Linked DNA regions of Mus musculus: region 2 is linked to region 1. A link is a contact called in public HiChIP or PLAC-seq data. All regions are on one chromosome and are shown on one strand. The core of a region is the stretch at or near the end of the contact, and the rest is flanking DNA. Distances in the headings are between cores, read along the strand shown. Region 1 overlaps Mdga1 (MAM domain containing glycosylphosphatidylinositol anchor 1). Region 2 overlaps Glo1 (glyoxalase 1).

Region 1 (6,789 bases), core at 325-2,824:
AGAGTCCCCCACCTCAGCCCTGGACACCAGAGTCGATGTCCATTCTGTGAATCAAACTGGCCTTGCCCTGAGCCCAGCTGTCTTATGTCTGCTTCTCAGCTGTGTCCAGTAAGGAGGATACAGGTGTTCAGAGGCTCGTAGCTCTGGCCACTATATCTGGACTCAGAAAAATTGTCAAGACAGAAGGGGCCGGCCGGTGTCTGGGAACTCCTCCCTGTCCCTATTCCACCCCCATTGCCCCCGCACATTCCATGCTCCATTGTGCACGTGTCATGCCAGGCACACCTGTCGGATGCTGAGTCTGTAGTTGAGCACGGGGTCCACAGCATCGGGCTCTCTCTGTGTCCACTGTAGCACATAGGAGTAATTCTTGGACAGCTTGTGGCTGCGGGTGGGGTTGGGGGTGTCGAAGTAAAACTCCGGGCTGTAGGCTTTGGCTGAGAGGGCAGGGAGGGGGGCATGGGGCCATGGAAGGTGGGGATGGGGTAGGGTGGGGTGGGAGAGACACAGAGAGAGGAGCCGTGGGAAAGAGGAACAGAGGTGGAGGCAACAAAGAGAAAGGGGTGTCGTGAGGAGAGTTGGTGTTGGAAGGAGAGGGGATGATGAAGGTGGGTGGGGGTGGGGGAGGGGGCGGAGATGGAGGGGGCAGATTGTAAGTCCCAAAAGGGGGGATGTTGGTGAGGATAGAAAGAGGAAAGGCCAAGGAAGAAAACAGAAAGATTGGTAAAGACGAGGGCCGGGCATATAGAGAGGGAAGAAAGAAATGATAGGTGGAGGTCAAAAGGTTGGGAGATAGGAAAAATGGGGGAACAGGGAGGGAGGACGGGGGAGGTGGGAAATGTCACAGGGGCCTCTGGCTGGCAAAGCTGAGTGGGTGGGGAGAGGCCTGGAAGGGGGCCAGTGACCTGCAGCCTTCTCTCCTGCTATTGAGGAGGTGGAGGAATGCAAGAATTGAAGGATTCACCCCGTGCTTTTTGGGGGCTGCTGTGAAAGCCGGGGGTTTCAGGCATCAGGGAGTCAGGTCCCTGAGGGTGCACTGCTACCTCTAGGGTGGCAACTGGGGAAAGGTTGGGGGTGGAGGGATGAGTGAGGAGGAGATTATGTTCTGCCTAGTCCAGCCTCAATCAGCTGTTCAGGGGCATCTTCTTCCCTCCAAGCTACAAGCTGGGTACCCAATGGTTTTACCCATTCGCACCCTCTGAGGCCAAGGACCATGGAGGAAAGACTTTGAGTTCTGGCTGAGATGGGACTGGGCCCAGATTTTGATTATGGGCGGGGCTGAAGGGACAGAAGCACAGAGCCGGCCAAACCTACCCTGGTGCATTTGAAAGGGGGCGTGGCCGTAAGAGGCCAAAGAAAGGAACTGAACAGTCAATGGTAGGGAGAAACCAGGAACTGGGGTAGAAGGGCGTGGTCTTAAGGGGGCGGGCCTTCAAGAGGAGGAAAAAAGTCTTAGAAAAGACAAATGCCTAAAGACTGCAGGAGCTAGAAGGAAAGAGCAGCCCAGGCAGGGGGAGGGGTACGGGGAGAGGTTGGGGTGGATGACGGAGCCTGGTCCCAGGAGGGTATGGGCGAGCAGGCGGGGGTGGAGCTGACCGGACGCTCACCGGAGACCTGGAAGAGGCAGGTGGCTGAGCCCACGTCGTTGGAGACGCTGCACTCGTAGTTGCCGCTGCTGTCACGGGTCAGGGCGTCCAGGCGCAGCTCGGCGTGATCGGGGGTCTCCACAGCAGCGGCGGGGAGAACAGGCGGTGGGGGCAGCAGCTGTCCTTTGAAGCGCCACACGGCCGAGGCGATGCGCTGAGGACTGCCACGCAGAAGCGAGCAGCGCAGGAGCACAGGCCGGCCCAGCGCCTGGCGCACGTCCTGGGAACTGGGCTCCACCTCTGGAGGAACTGGGGACCGGGACTACCGTCAGTAGGACCATGGAGGAAGCAGCTCATTTGTCCCCCTGTCCCGTGACCTTGGCCTGGGAGGAGCTCAGGGTCGGTGCCTACTTGAAACTCACTCATACAACACCCCCACACTCAGACTGCGGGCCATTCACTCCAGCCATCCTTCCTAGACTGGGCCAATAGGCCTCTGGGCCTCTGGGCCTCTGGTCGTGCATCAGTGGGTCCCCTTGACCAACACATAATGAAAGACCGCAAAGCCTGTGAGCTTGGAGCATTGACTAGAAAACTGGTTCAAATCCCAGCCTTGCTGTGCAAACTGAAGCAAATTACTTCCCTGTGCTTTGGTGGAAAGGATGTCAAGGAGTTTTTAGGTGGTGTGCACACAGTAGGAGGAGGGGTGGGGTTGGCATAGGTTGAATGTCTGGGGAGGGGACTCACAGTGCACTGTCAGCTGCACCTGAGCCTCCCGGGGTCGTACGTTGAAGCCATTGTAGCGAGCTGTCTGGCAGCGGTAGGTGCCGCTCATGTCGCGGCTCACACTCTCCAGCCGCAGCTTCCCATCCGGAGTCTCCTCCAGGGCCAGCCCCGAGGGCAGAAGGGCGGCCTCCTTGTCCACCCGAGACCATAGCACTGGAGGCCGGGGCTTGCCACGAACTTCGCACTGGAGCTCAGCAGGAGAGCCCTCCCTCACTGTCACCACTGCTCGGCCCTTGGGCACACTGATGGTGGGTGGTACTGGAGGAGGGTGGAGAGGGGTGGACCGAGTTAGGGTCCGTGGTCTCTGACCTGTTGCCCATCCAGGCTGGCCTTGAACTTGCTATGTAGCAGAGGCTAGCTTTGAATTTGTTCTGTTTCAGACTCTCAAGTGCTTTTAATTTCTCCTTCCCAGCCCCTCAGCTTTTCTTACAGAAGTATTTTTATATTTATTTATGTGTATATGCATGTGTATCCACATATGCATGCATGGCCCAAGGAGGCCAAAAGAGGGCACCGGATCCCGGAACTTTCGTTAGAGGGCATAGTGAGCCACCCTGGATTTCTAACCTGGATGCTGGGAGCCTTGAGCCATCTCTCCAGCATCCCTTTAGCTTTTCTTGCCTACAGAATCAGCAAGAAATGTTTGTCTATCTCCTAACATCTTGTAGCCCTTCTTCCAAAGTAATAAGGATACTTGGTTTCAGTAAGACCCACACCACTCAGAATAGAAACTACATTTCCCAGCATGCATCTGAATAAACGCTGACCAATGTAATATTAAGAAAATTCAGGTCTTCCTGCAGGTCAGGATGCAGATCACTGGCCTCTGGTGGAGCCACCATTGCAGAGGTGACAACAAACTGGTGGCACCTAGAATCCTGAGGAATTTGTGGAGGCCAGCCGCCATCCTAAGCCAGTCTGCTCCACAGCCAACTTCTACACGACAAAACAACACACATTTAGTTTGTGTGCAGGCTCAGGATGGAGCTCCGGGCCTTATACATGCTAAGCCAGAGGCTCTGCTGGTGAGCCACACCCCAGTGGCTAAATCACTATTAATTAGAGTTCCATTATTCACAGCTGAACCCACTCTGCCCCAACACACTGCCAAAAGGAGGGGTTTTTAGAAGACCTCCTTGGGTCTCTGCCCACATCAAACATTTTATCATTAAATGTCAAGTATTGAGCATTAACTATAATTAAATACAAAATGACTATTTGTAAATAACTATACAACCCAGGCGAAGGTCCGGAATAACTATACAACCCAGGCGAAGGTCCGGTTATCTCGTTTATGATTTGTATCCTGCCAACATTTGTGCAGCTCTTGGCTTGCATTTCACGCCTTGCTCTTCCTATTTTGGAGCCAGTTGGTTCTTCCCCCACCCCCTCCAGGTCTAAATTGTCTCTAGAGGCTTTTACAAGGCTTCCATGCTCCAGACATCATACCCATGAGCCAAATTCAGAAACAGACCCAGGCCCCTTCCCTCAATCAGAAACTTCCAGGCTTCCAAGCCCTCCAGCCTTCTCCCCACCCCCAAAGATGAAGAGATTCCCTCTTTTTTTTAGACTTGGGCCTTGGGGAGGAGGCCCTCAGACCCCGGCCTCAGCTCAAACCTGGACCTTCCTAGAGTCAGGATGATCTTGTGAGAAAGCCTCCTTTTGTTTGTTTGTTTTGTCTTTCCAAGAAAGGGATTCTCTGTGTAGCCCTGGCTGTCCTGGAACTCACTCTGTAGACCAGGCTGGCCTCGAACTCAGAAATCTGCCTGCCTCTGCCTCCCAAGTGCTGGGATTAAAGGCGTGCGCCATCACTGCCCCAGCATGAGAAATCCTCTTACCTACTGTGGGAGAGACACCTAGTCTCCTGCACTGTGGGGCTTCTGTGTTTTTTCTGCTTGCTGTACTTTTCCCTGGGTTTAGTTCCTCACCTGGCAGAGCCTACAGCATTGCTCCTCCTCCCCCCAAGACCCAAAAGGAGCCCACCTCCTCCTCTGGTTCCTCAGGCAGCCTAGCTTCTCTTCCCTAGAGTCTCCTTTCCAGATCCCCCTGAATCAAGTCTATCTCCTTTAAGAAATCCCTTCTGCTCTCTCTGGTCTCCCTGGGTTTCCCTGTGTGCAGATGTCAAAGGTGGGAGGGGCCTGCCAAGGTCTCTGGGTTGAGTTGCCCACCAAGAGAAACTGATTAAGGGCCAGAGGAAGAAGTACTCATAACTATTAGAGTATTTAGTACTCTTGGTACTCATTATAGTACAGCCTGGTCATGTGACTCACCAGCCAAGGTCAGCTGGCTTCTACACGGTCAGGAGACCCGCTTCCAAAAGATCACCCTCTGGTCATCTGCTGCCATCCTCCTATAGTGGGTGGCTGAGCACAGACGCCAGAAGCCCTGCCTGGGCGCTCACCCCAGCTCCGACGCATGCTAAGTTTCTCAAGTGTGGATTTCTAAGGCATGCTTATTCATCAGTAAGATAAACTGCCACCCCTGGCTGGTTAGGTAACGCCACAGTAAAGGCACTTGCTGCCCAACCTATCAACCTGGGTTTGATCCCTGAGACCCACATGGTAGAAGGAGAGACCCAACTCTGGCAAGTCGTTCTCTGGCTTGCACACATGCACACCCACACAAGAGAAATGAGCAGAAAACGAACTGCAGAGTGAATGGAGAAAATAAATGCTCGCAATAATGCATAGTGAACACTCAACATCCTATTATCAGCTCATTGTATTATTATAATAATTATTATCAGAATAAAGACTTGAATCTTCACCATGGCCTGTCATAGGATGCGTTCTGTCCTCTCTGAATCCATATGTTGGCATCCTAATGCCATTGTCTGAAAAATGGCCATATTGGAGAAAGGCCTTTGAAGGCTGAAGTCAATGGGACCTCCCCTGATCCCATCTAGGACACAGACAAGACACTGGGAGAAGAGGCAGCCAGCCAGGGAGCCCAACCCTGCTGGCACCCTGACCTCAGACCTTCAGGCTCCATGCTGAGAGGTCCCCACAGTGGCCTTTCTAAGCTGATACCATTCCACAATCCTAGCCACTGTGTCTCTTTCCATTTTCCAAACAGCCAGTGTGCTCACCTACCTCAGGGACTTTGCATATGCTGATTCTGTGTCCTCTCTCTCTCTTTGTAAACCATCTGAAATAGGTTCAGCTTCCTACCAAGTTCAATGAACACAGCAGCTATTTTCCCATTATGCTACCCCAGGTTGTAGGACTTGGCTATGACAGAGACCCAACGTGTGTGTGTGTGTGTGTGTGTGTGTGTGTGTGTGTGTGTGTGTGTGATAAACAAATGGTGTCCTCCTCCCTCTAGACGCCCATTTGCAAATTGCTGTCTGCCCATCCCACGCCCCCAAATCCTATCCCCCCGCCCATCACCCACCCCACCAATTTCTCCAGCTTCCCCACAGTTCCCGATGCTCCCACCTGTCTCTGAGGAAATGTTGACCTCTATGCTGAGGTCAGGCACTGGTGACCCTGGGAAGGAAGCCATGCACAGATAAGTGCCGTAGTCACTGAAGTGCAGGTCAATGAGCTCCAGGCTGCTGGTGACAGCGGGCAACTCGGGGTCATTTCGGGTCACCAGCAGCCGCTTGGATGTGCGTGCCGGCTTGCCGTTTTTAAACCACTGATAGTTCACCTTCTCCTGGGGCACCGCATCCACATGGCATGACAGCTTCAGGTCCTGACCGAGTTGAATGTTCTCGCTTTCTTTGATCATGTCGGGGGTGATCTGGAATGTGGCGTTCTTCAGGGCTGCAAGGAGATGGGGTTCGAAGAAGGCTGGAGCTGACCCAAGGACAGGTATCCATGTTCCACCCCAGCTTCTCCCCTCAAACTGGTTGCACGCCAATTCTGCGCGCGCGCGCGCGCGCGCACACACACACACACACACACACACACACACACACACACACAAATATCTCTCAGCCTAGAAATGGTTCCAATAGCTCAGAGATGTTTTCATAGCTTTAAAGAGCTCAATGCAGAGAAGTGAGTTTGGTGCTGACTACAGGCGTTAGTAATGAGCACACTTCATCAGTGAGATGTGCTGGCCCAGGCAGTGTCCATGGATCAGGGCACCTAACCTGTCCAGCTGTCTCTGAGGGAGGCTGTTACTATGTATTCCTTAGGATGTAGGGAACTGGAATTCAGCCAGTCTAACTTACATTCTCAGAGCCTTCTTGGCCACAATACTGATTTGTTTTTTATTTGTGTTTTAAACCTTGTGTATGCACAGTACTGATTTAGGAGGAGACAGGAGTCTTGATAGTGGCTCTAGGTAGCACAGATTCTAAGGAAACTGAAGAGCAATTGATTGCACTCCCATCCCCCGTCCCCTTGGTACTGTCCGACTCTTTACAACACGCCTGTGTGATTTTTTTTTTTAAGGATAAAAAGCCAAC
Region 2 (7,284 bases), core at 3,242-5,741, 760 kb after region 1:
AGCAGAGAGACCCATCAGTCCCCAACGCTTCTGGTCGCCGCAGCATCTTGAATCACGCTGTTTCTTTTCCACGCCGCTTTGTTCCCGCTGTCCCCCATACCTCAAAGGCACATTCTCCCGAAACTAAATAATCGTTGCTATTTTGTTAGGATTCAGAATCTCAATCCAGTAGCCGTCAGGGTCTTGAATGAACGCCAGTCCTTTCATTTTCCCTGTATAATGAACACTTTTCATTACTAGAAGGCACATTAAAAACAAAACAAAACAAAACACGTTTTCATTACAATTTTAATTTGCACTTGAATAAAATACGTTGTTGATAGCTTTCACTCTAAAAGGTTTGTTTCACCGTAGCACGGTTATCCCAATGCCTAGAATGTGACCTACCAGAACCTAGGAACAGCTCTATTAAGTACCCAGTCCTTGCCTCACTTTGAGGTCACCATGTCACCAATCACAGAAATGATTTAGGAAGGAAGAGAAGATAGAGAGATGCTCAAGGGAGCAGGCAACGTGGCCTCTCTGCACAACTGAGACAACGGCGGCTTGGGTCACGCAAACCCTATTAGACAATATCCTGGGGTAACCTAAGCCCTGTCAATCAGACTGTGGCTCCTGGGGATTGTAACCAAGATGGAGTTGTTCACTTAGACGTATGGATGTGCCCTGAGAGATTGATTTATTTGGAGACTAAGATGCTGAACTCATTTGACTCTTGTTTCTGCCTCCTGACCCCAAGGTCAAGGAATACAGATCAGGGCAAAACAGAGAAACAGTGAAGCAATCTCCAGGAAGACGGCTGAGGAGGAACGGGTGAGCATGGCCTGCTGATTTAACCTGATCCAGACAGAGGGTAGTTTAGAGTCAGAACAGGAGCTCTGAACGTGTGGCTGAGCGAGAATAAACAAGATGTTTGTTTCTGCCCCGCCCCCAAGGTAATCAGAGCCAGCCCTCACACTGGAAGGACCTCTGCTACTGACTGCCAGGCGCCCTCAAGAGTCAAGGGGGACACAATGCTTGTCTAATGAGGAAACCAGAAGGAATAAACCTGCTAACTTCGGTATCCCTCCACCCCCACCCCCTCCCCCACCCACACATCCAAGGCCAGGGATGAAGACAGCAGACCTGTCTCCTACAAAGGCTGCTTTGCGCTGAGGGGGAAAAGCCTCTGTTGAGAAGAGTTGTCATTTCCAGTAGGCAGGAAACCCAGCCCAGGGCTCATCCAGCCTGTCTTCCTGAAATCAGGGGAATCCTTGGGGACTATTCTCTTCTGCCAGTCATGTGGCCTGGTGGATTACAGCAGCTTACAGTTGTTGGAAAAAATAGCTCAGAGGCAAAACTAACTAATCCAAGAACATAATTAAATATACAATTGAGCATAATCACATATTTAAAGACAAAAACAAAACAGTGGATTATTTGAATTATCCATGAAATATTAGGACAGTGGGCAAAGGGCTACTAGAATATATAGATGTGATGAGCACTATGAACTATCACAGTGTTAACTAAGCCCAGGAAAATGTTAGGGAGCCAAGGGATGAGAACAGTAGCAATGACCCTACAAATCAGGGGAAAACAGCGCCCTGTCAATGTAGAGAATACAAGGGAAGAGGCCTGCTCATGCGCATCACACACAGACACAAAGAAAACTCAGAATAGATACATTTGAGGGGGGAAAGTAACTGGTAAGTAACTGGTAAGCCAAAAGTCTCCAGAAAAAAAAAAAAATAAAGTGCAAAGGAATATCAGCATCCTGACGGCAGATTTATCAAGGATTCCGTGTTTTCAAGAGTGAGGGGAAACAAACCTGGTATCCTCAGCAGAACGCATCTATCTGTGCCTGGTTTGCATTCATCAGTCTCAGAAATCAATCCTCACAAAACTTTAGGAAAGGGTCCCGGTGGAGATGCTAAGACGGGGAAATGTGAAAGATGCTTCAAGGGAGAAATGGAGGAAAGGAGGCTCAAAGAACCGCACTATATTATCTTTGAAAAAAAATGTGAAGACCAAAGAAAAAGACAACAATCCAGGAAACCAGGTCAGGTACCAGCAGCTGATCTGAATGGAGGGCAAGCTGCTTCCTCACTGAAAAGATCCCATAGCAAGTGATTTACTTGAAACAATTTTATTAAAATGTTTCATTTATTTCTCTCTGGGTTTTTGTGTGGTTGGTTGGTTGGTCTGGGACCTTTTGTTTATTTTTTTGGTGCTGGGGGCTGTCCCCAAGACCCCAGAACATGCTAGGCAAGGGCTCTACCAATGATCTACTTAACTGTTCCAGCTCATGGGTTGTCTCACACTGAGCTGTCTCAACCGAGTGCGGTGGTGCACAATAAAAATACTAGCAAATACTCACCGTCATCAGGCTTCTTCACAAACTTGACACCTAGTTCTTCAAATCTCTTACAGGCACTGTAGACATCAGGAACGGCAATCCCAATGTGACCTTTGGTGATGGCATTCCCAAAAAAGAAACAGAGCACGGGAAGAAATGTTACAAGAGTGTCTCAAATGGCTTCCACAGCTTACTTCAAAACACAAGGCCCTTGAAAACAGATTTAACTGGTTCAAAATCTATGTACTTTAACCACAGTCTGACTAGCTGGTTACAGTGAAATAGTTGCTCTGCATTGTTATTTTAAATAAGTCAGTTCAAATAAATCAGTTCTGGGGCTGGGCGTGGTGGCGCACACCTTTAGTCCCAGCACTCGGGAGGCAGAGGCAGGCTGATTTCTGAGTTCAAGGCCAGCCTGGTCTACAAGTGAGTTCCAGGACAGCCAGGGCTATACAGAGAAACCCTGTCTTGAAAAACCAAAAAAAAAAAAAAAAAAAAAGTCAGTTCTGGATAATGTATAGCTTAACCTGTTTAGAATAATCTATAAGAAAAAAGTTACTTATTCGTGTTTTGGGTTAACTGTTAGCATTCACTACATTACCCAATCGAAGTTTTATTGTGCCATCTTGACAGGATGCATATTTTAGATGTATTCTGTGTGTAATGAGTATTTTGCCTGTGTATACATATATGCACTATGTGTGTGCTGATGTCTGACAGGGTCAGAAGAGGCCATCAGATTCTCTGGAACTAGAATCCTGGATGGTTGCAAACCACAGTGTGGGTGCTGGGAACCAAGCACGGGTCTGCTACAAGAACAGCAAGCGTTCTTAACCACTGCACCGTCTCTCTGTCCCTTGACAAGACACTACCAAAAAATGACTGACCACAGTTCCCATTGTTTTTAACCAAATGCTCTCTGAGAGGGAGATGGAGGTACAGTCTAGTGGCAGAAAGCCTGCCCGGCATGTTAAAGGCCTTGGGCTCTAACCCTGTCCCTACAATAAGGTTTACTGGAAGTATAATACTGTGGTTTTACTGTATAATATTATAAGAAAGTAAACACGATGTTTAGACTAATACCAACATAGCTGCTAAATAAGATTGGCAAGATATAAAAATATCCACGTCCCTAATAAGCTATACTTGAAAATTAGATCATTCAGCCGGGTGGTGGTGGCGGTGGTGCACGCCTCTAATCCCAGCACTTGGGAGGCAGAGGCAGGCGAGTTTCTGAGTTTGAGGCCAGACTGGTCTACAGAGTAAGTTCCAGGACTACACAGAGAAACCCTGTCTCGAAGGGGGAAAAAAAAAAAGAAAGAAAATTAGGTCATTCATATCTAAAGTTTTATGTATCCATAAATATGTACACCATGCAAAATCACACACACACACACACGCACGCACACGCACATGCACACACAATCATCAAATACAATGAGGCAGACGTACCAAATCCACGAGGGTCCGAGTTGCCGTTGTGGTAACTCTGAGTCTCGTCATCTTCAGTGCCCCAGTTGCTACAGAGGAAAGGAGAACACTGTGACAGCTGGTCAACATGTCAGCTTGGGGGATTTAGAGTGAAGGCTGGTCAACATGTCAGCTTGGAGGACTTAGGGTGACGGCTGGCAGACATGGTTAGCTTGGGGGAATTAAGAATGACGACTGGTCGACATGGTCAGCTTGGGGGACTTAGGGTGATGGCTGGCAGACATAGTCAGCTTGGGGGACTTAGAGTGACGGCTGGCAGACATGGTCAGCTTGAGGGACTTAGAGACAACCTAGTACACACACCTCAGCTTTTTAAATGTATTTTAAATAACCTTTTGTGCTCACTAGTCTAAATCAATTTTAATTAATTTATTAATTTTACTAATGATTAATATGTTATTAACCACAATGATCCATCTGTACTGGTTAATAATAATGATGAATTATAATAATTTGATTAATTAATTTAAATTTTCGAGTGAATTTCCAGAGAGGAAGTCCCACTGTCAAAGTGGGTAATGCCTTCCAACTGTCCTGCATTGTAGCCTCCCCCAGCCTGAAGCAGACTGATGCAAACCTTGCTGCCTCTGAGAGTGAGACTACCTGGGGTGGAGCCTTCCGACCTAGATGGCTCTATTGTTCTGTCACCTGCCTCTGCTCTCCTCCAAGACACTGCTACCTGCTGAGAGGCCCCAGAGATATTCCGGAGGCACGTCCTATCCTACATATCTCCTACAGGCTGGCTCCAGACATCAAGAATGGACTGGGGGCGGGAGGATGGGTCTTCCCCCTTATAAGCACACTCTCTTAGTAAACCTTGATCAGAGAAATTTTTGTCTTGGCTTCCTTCATTATCTTTTCTTACAGTCTAAGTCTCTTTCAGCCCCGGCCTGCCTTCCAGAAATACCCGGTTCATGTAGGCCGCGGGCTGGCTTACAACACTGCATCTATTGCTGCTAAGAGACTCCAGCTTGCTGGCCTTCTGCGGTGGACTTAATAGCAGTGCTTCTCCAGGGAACTGCAGGCCGTGGACCCTGGCTTGGGACTGCCTACGCAGCCACCTCTGTGGATGGAGCTGGGCTCTCTGCTTCTTCCTGAGTTCAGGCAGCCACTGCTGGGACTACCGAGCCCCTTCCATGGAAGCCGATCTAATAGATCTCCTTCTATTCTATATGGACATTTGAATGGTTCTGTTCTTTTAGAGAAAGATCCTTGCCTTAAGACAGTAACTCACAGTTCTGACCTGCGAACAGCCTATGAGGAGTATCCCCAGAGCTGTATTCTGTATGTCCGCTACTTTACTTCAAATGTGTTTTCACCTGTACAAAGGGCAAGCTGGCAAAGACGACTGTAGCTAGGTTAAAAAGATACTCAAACTCAGGCACCTGGATAAGAAGAGCACCAATAAAAATCACAGCAGCTGACACATTCTAGATATGTCATCAAGTATTTCCATTTTAGATTTGAGAGGTCCACTTAGGGATACATACTAACACAGGCATACTGCAACAAAGGCTCTTTTGTTAGTCCCTAAAAAAATACAAGAACAAAACACCCCAAAACCTGCCAATGTAGTGAAATCAAAAGAAATTCGGGCAATCCTTAATTCTGTACATTTGAATGCTGAGGGTATAAAAATAACTTAAAATTGGAATGTTAGTTATTATAAAATGATGTGCTAGCTCTTTAAAAGGAACATATTCTATAACATTTTTGTATCCGAAAGATACCAAGATAACAAGAGGACACAAATGTGAATATCAGAAGGTTTTTAGAAGAATCTTTAAATTATAAAATTAATAAGCTATAATCTGGCAAATATTTTGCCACATGGAGTCTTATTCTCTAAAAGAAAAATGTTCTCTTTGTCTTATGGATACCATAAGAGTAACACAAAGACTCAAATGTCCACACTTAAAAATATTGAAAATTACCAGGCAGTGGTAGCACAGGCCTTTAACCCCAGCACTCGGGAGGCAGAGGCAGGCAGATCTCTTTGAGTTTGAGGCCAGCCTGGTCTACAGAGTGAGTTCCATCCAGGACAGCCAGGGCTACACAGAGAAACCCTGTCTCCCAAAACCTAAATAAACAAATTAATTGATTATAACTGATTTAGACAGGTGAGCACAAAAACATTTATTTAAAATACCTTTACAAAGCTAGGCTCCATAAAGAGACAAAAAGCGTGTACGCACTGCGTGAGCTCAAGGGTGGCTTTTCTGGAAAACGTCCATGCTGTCTTCTCGGACTTGTCCTTGGGGATATCGTTCTTATCCTCATAAGCTAAGAAGTAGAGCGAGAACTTCATAGCAGGGAAGTCAAGCTTCTGCAGGAGGCTGGAATCAGAAGAAAAGCCAGGGTCATTGACAACAACACAGGCTGACCCAGGCTGAGCTCGGAGTAACATGTAAGCTCCACTAGGAACGAGGGCTACAGGTGATAGCCTGGGCAAAAACCAGGGGAAAAGATCTCCTTTATGGCTGGCTCCATCTCTAAGTGCTTACCATGCAAACGTGAAGGCCTGAGTCTGAGCCCTAGCACCCATGACCTAGCCACACATGATGGCGTGCGCTCACAAGAGCAGCCTTGGGGAGGGGCTGAGACAGACACAGCCCTGGGGTTTGCTGGCCATCAAACTTAGAAGGAAACCAGTGAGGGACCCTGTCTCAAAAACCGAAGTGCTTAGTTCCCAAGCGTGCACACACTTGACTAAAATAAAATAAAAGGTTCTAAGTAGAGAGCCAAGGAAGCCTTGACAGCCAAGTGCATGAAGTCTTGAGGGAACGTATACTGCTGACATGGCCGTGTCTGTCATGGAAGGACCAACGCTCAGAGCCACGGGAAGAGCGAGCCCCTGACACACCCCACAGTGATAAGCTAACAGTGTCTACACATAGGAGTGTTTACAAACTATAGGCGCATATGTGCAAGAGCTAGCAACTGCAGCTTCCTCCCCACCTGGAACTGCTAGCCTCCAAACACCTCCTCCGGAGGCTAGTCCACCCTGAACCGACATAACAAACACACCAAAGCTCCAGGTTGCTGCTGTGGCTGCTAGCACTCCATCGCTGCTCACAGACCAGCTGACCGACCCCAGCTTTCCTGTGCCCAGGTATCTGGTTCTCTAGAGTCTGCTCTTAACTCACTCCCTCACTGCACCTGGTCAGGGTTCCAGTACCAAGCTGTGCAGGACAGGGGTCTGTGTCACTCATTGTTTTTAAATGTTTTGTGACACGTAATCCTACTGTGTAGCCAAGGAGAGCCTAAACTCCCTAGATAGCACTTGGAACTCCCAACTTGTCCCAGGCCTTGGCTTCCAAGTGCTGGGACTCCAGGGGTGACCCTGCACAATCAGCTCTCATTATTCAAGTTTAGTGAAATTTAGCTGAATCTCAGTGCTTGTTTATAAACAGGGAAGGTATTGTAAGGCTTTGTCTCGGTGAATACTGCAGCGC

Evidence for each region. HiChIP or PLAC-seq counts read pairs in DNA pulled down with a chosen protein or histone mark.
Region 2: an H3K27ac HiChIP or PLAC-seq map of embryonic stem cells shows a contact between it and region 1, with 4 times the contacts expected there. The contact joins two enhancer-like sites. A contact is called at or near these places in 3 of 115 datasets of contacts at active chromatin or transcription factors (all in embryonic stem cells) and 1 of 9 other capture datasets (embryonic stem cells).

Annotation. Positions count from the first base shown.
Region 1 is chr17:29,840,512-29,847,300 of GRCm38.p6, forward strand. It overlaps Mdga1 (MAM domain containing glycosylphosphatidylinositol anchor 1), which reads right to left. Exons shown (of 17, transcript NM_001368423.1): 7 at 5,810-6,139; 8 at 2,334-2,630; 9 at 1,608-1,895; 10 at 286-437. Among named protein-coding and RNA genes, the nearest start is that of Mdga1, 45 kb to the right of the region's middle. Within about 2 kb of position 1,575, at least 123 of the 459 cell types and tissues checked have an H3K27ac peak or open chromatin away from gene starts, as enhancers often do. A contact at or near this core is called in embryonic stem cells, where this site is marked.
Region 2 is chr17:30,594,015-30,601,298 of GRCm38.p6, forward strand. It overlaps Glo1 (glyoxalase 1), which reads right to left. Exons shown (of 6, transcript NM_025374.3): 3 at 6,025-6,165; 4 at 3,791-3,858; 5 at 2,360-2,449; 6 at 1-212. The coding sequence ends at 124. Among named protein-coding and RNA genes, the nearest start is that of Glo1, 15 kb to the right of the region's middle. Within about 2 kb of position 4,492, at least 19 of the 459 cell types and tissues checked have an H3K27ac peak or open chromatin away from gene starts, as enhancers often do. A contact at or near this core is called in embryonic stem cells, where this site is marked.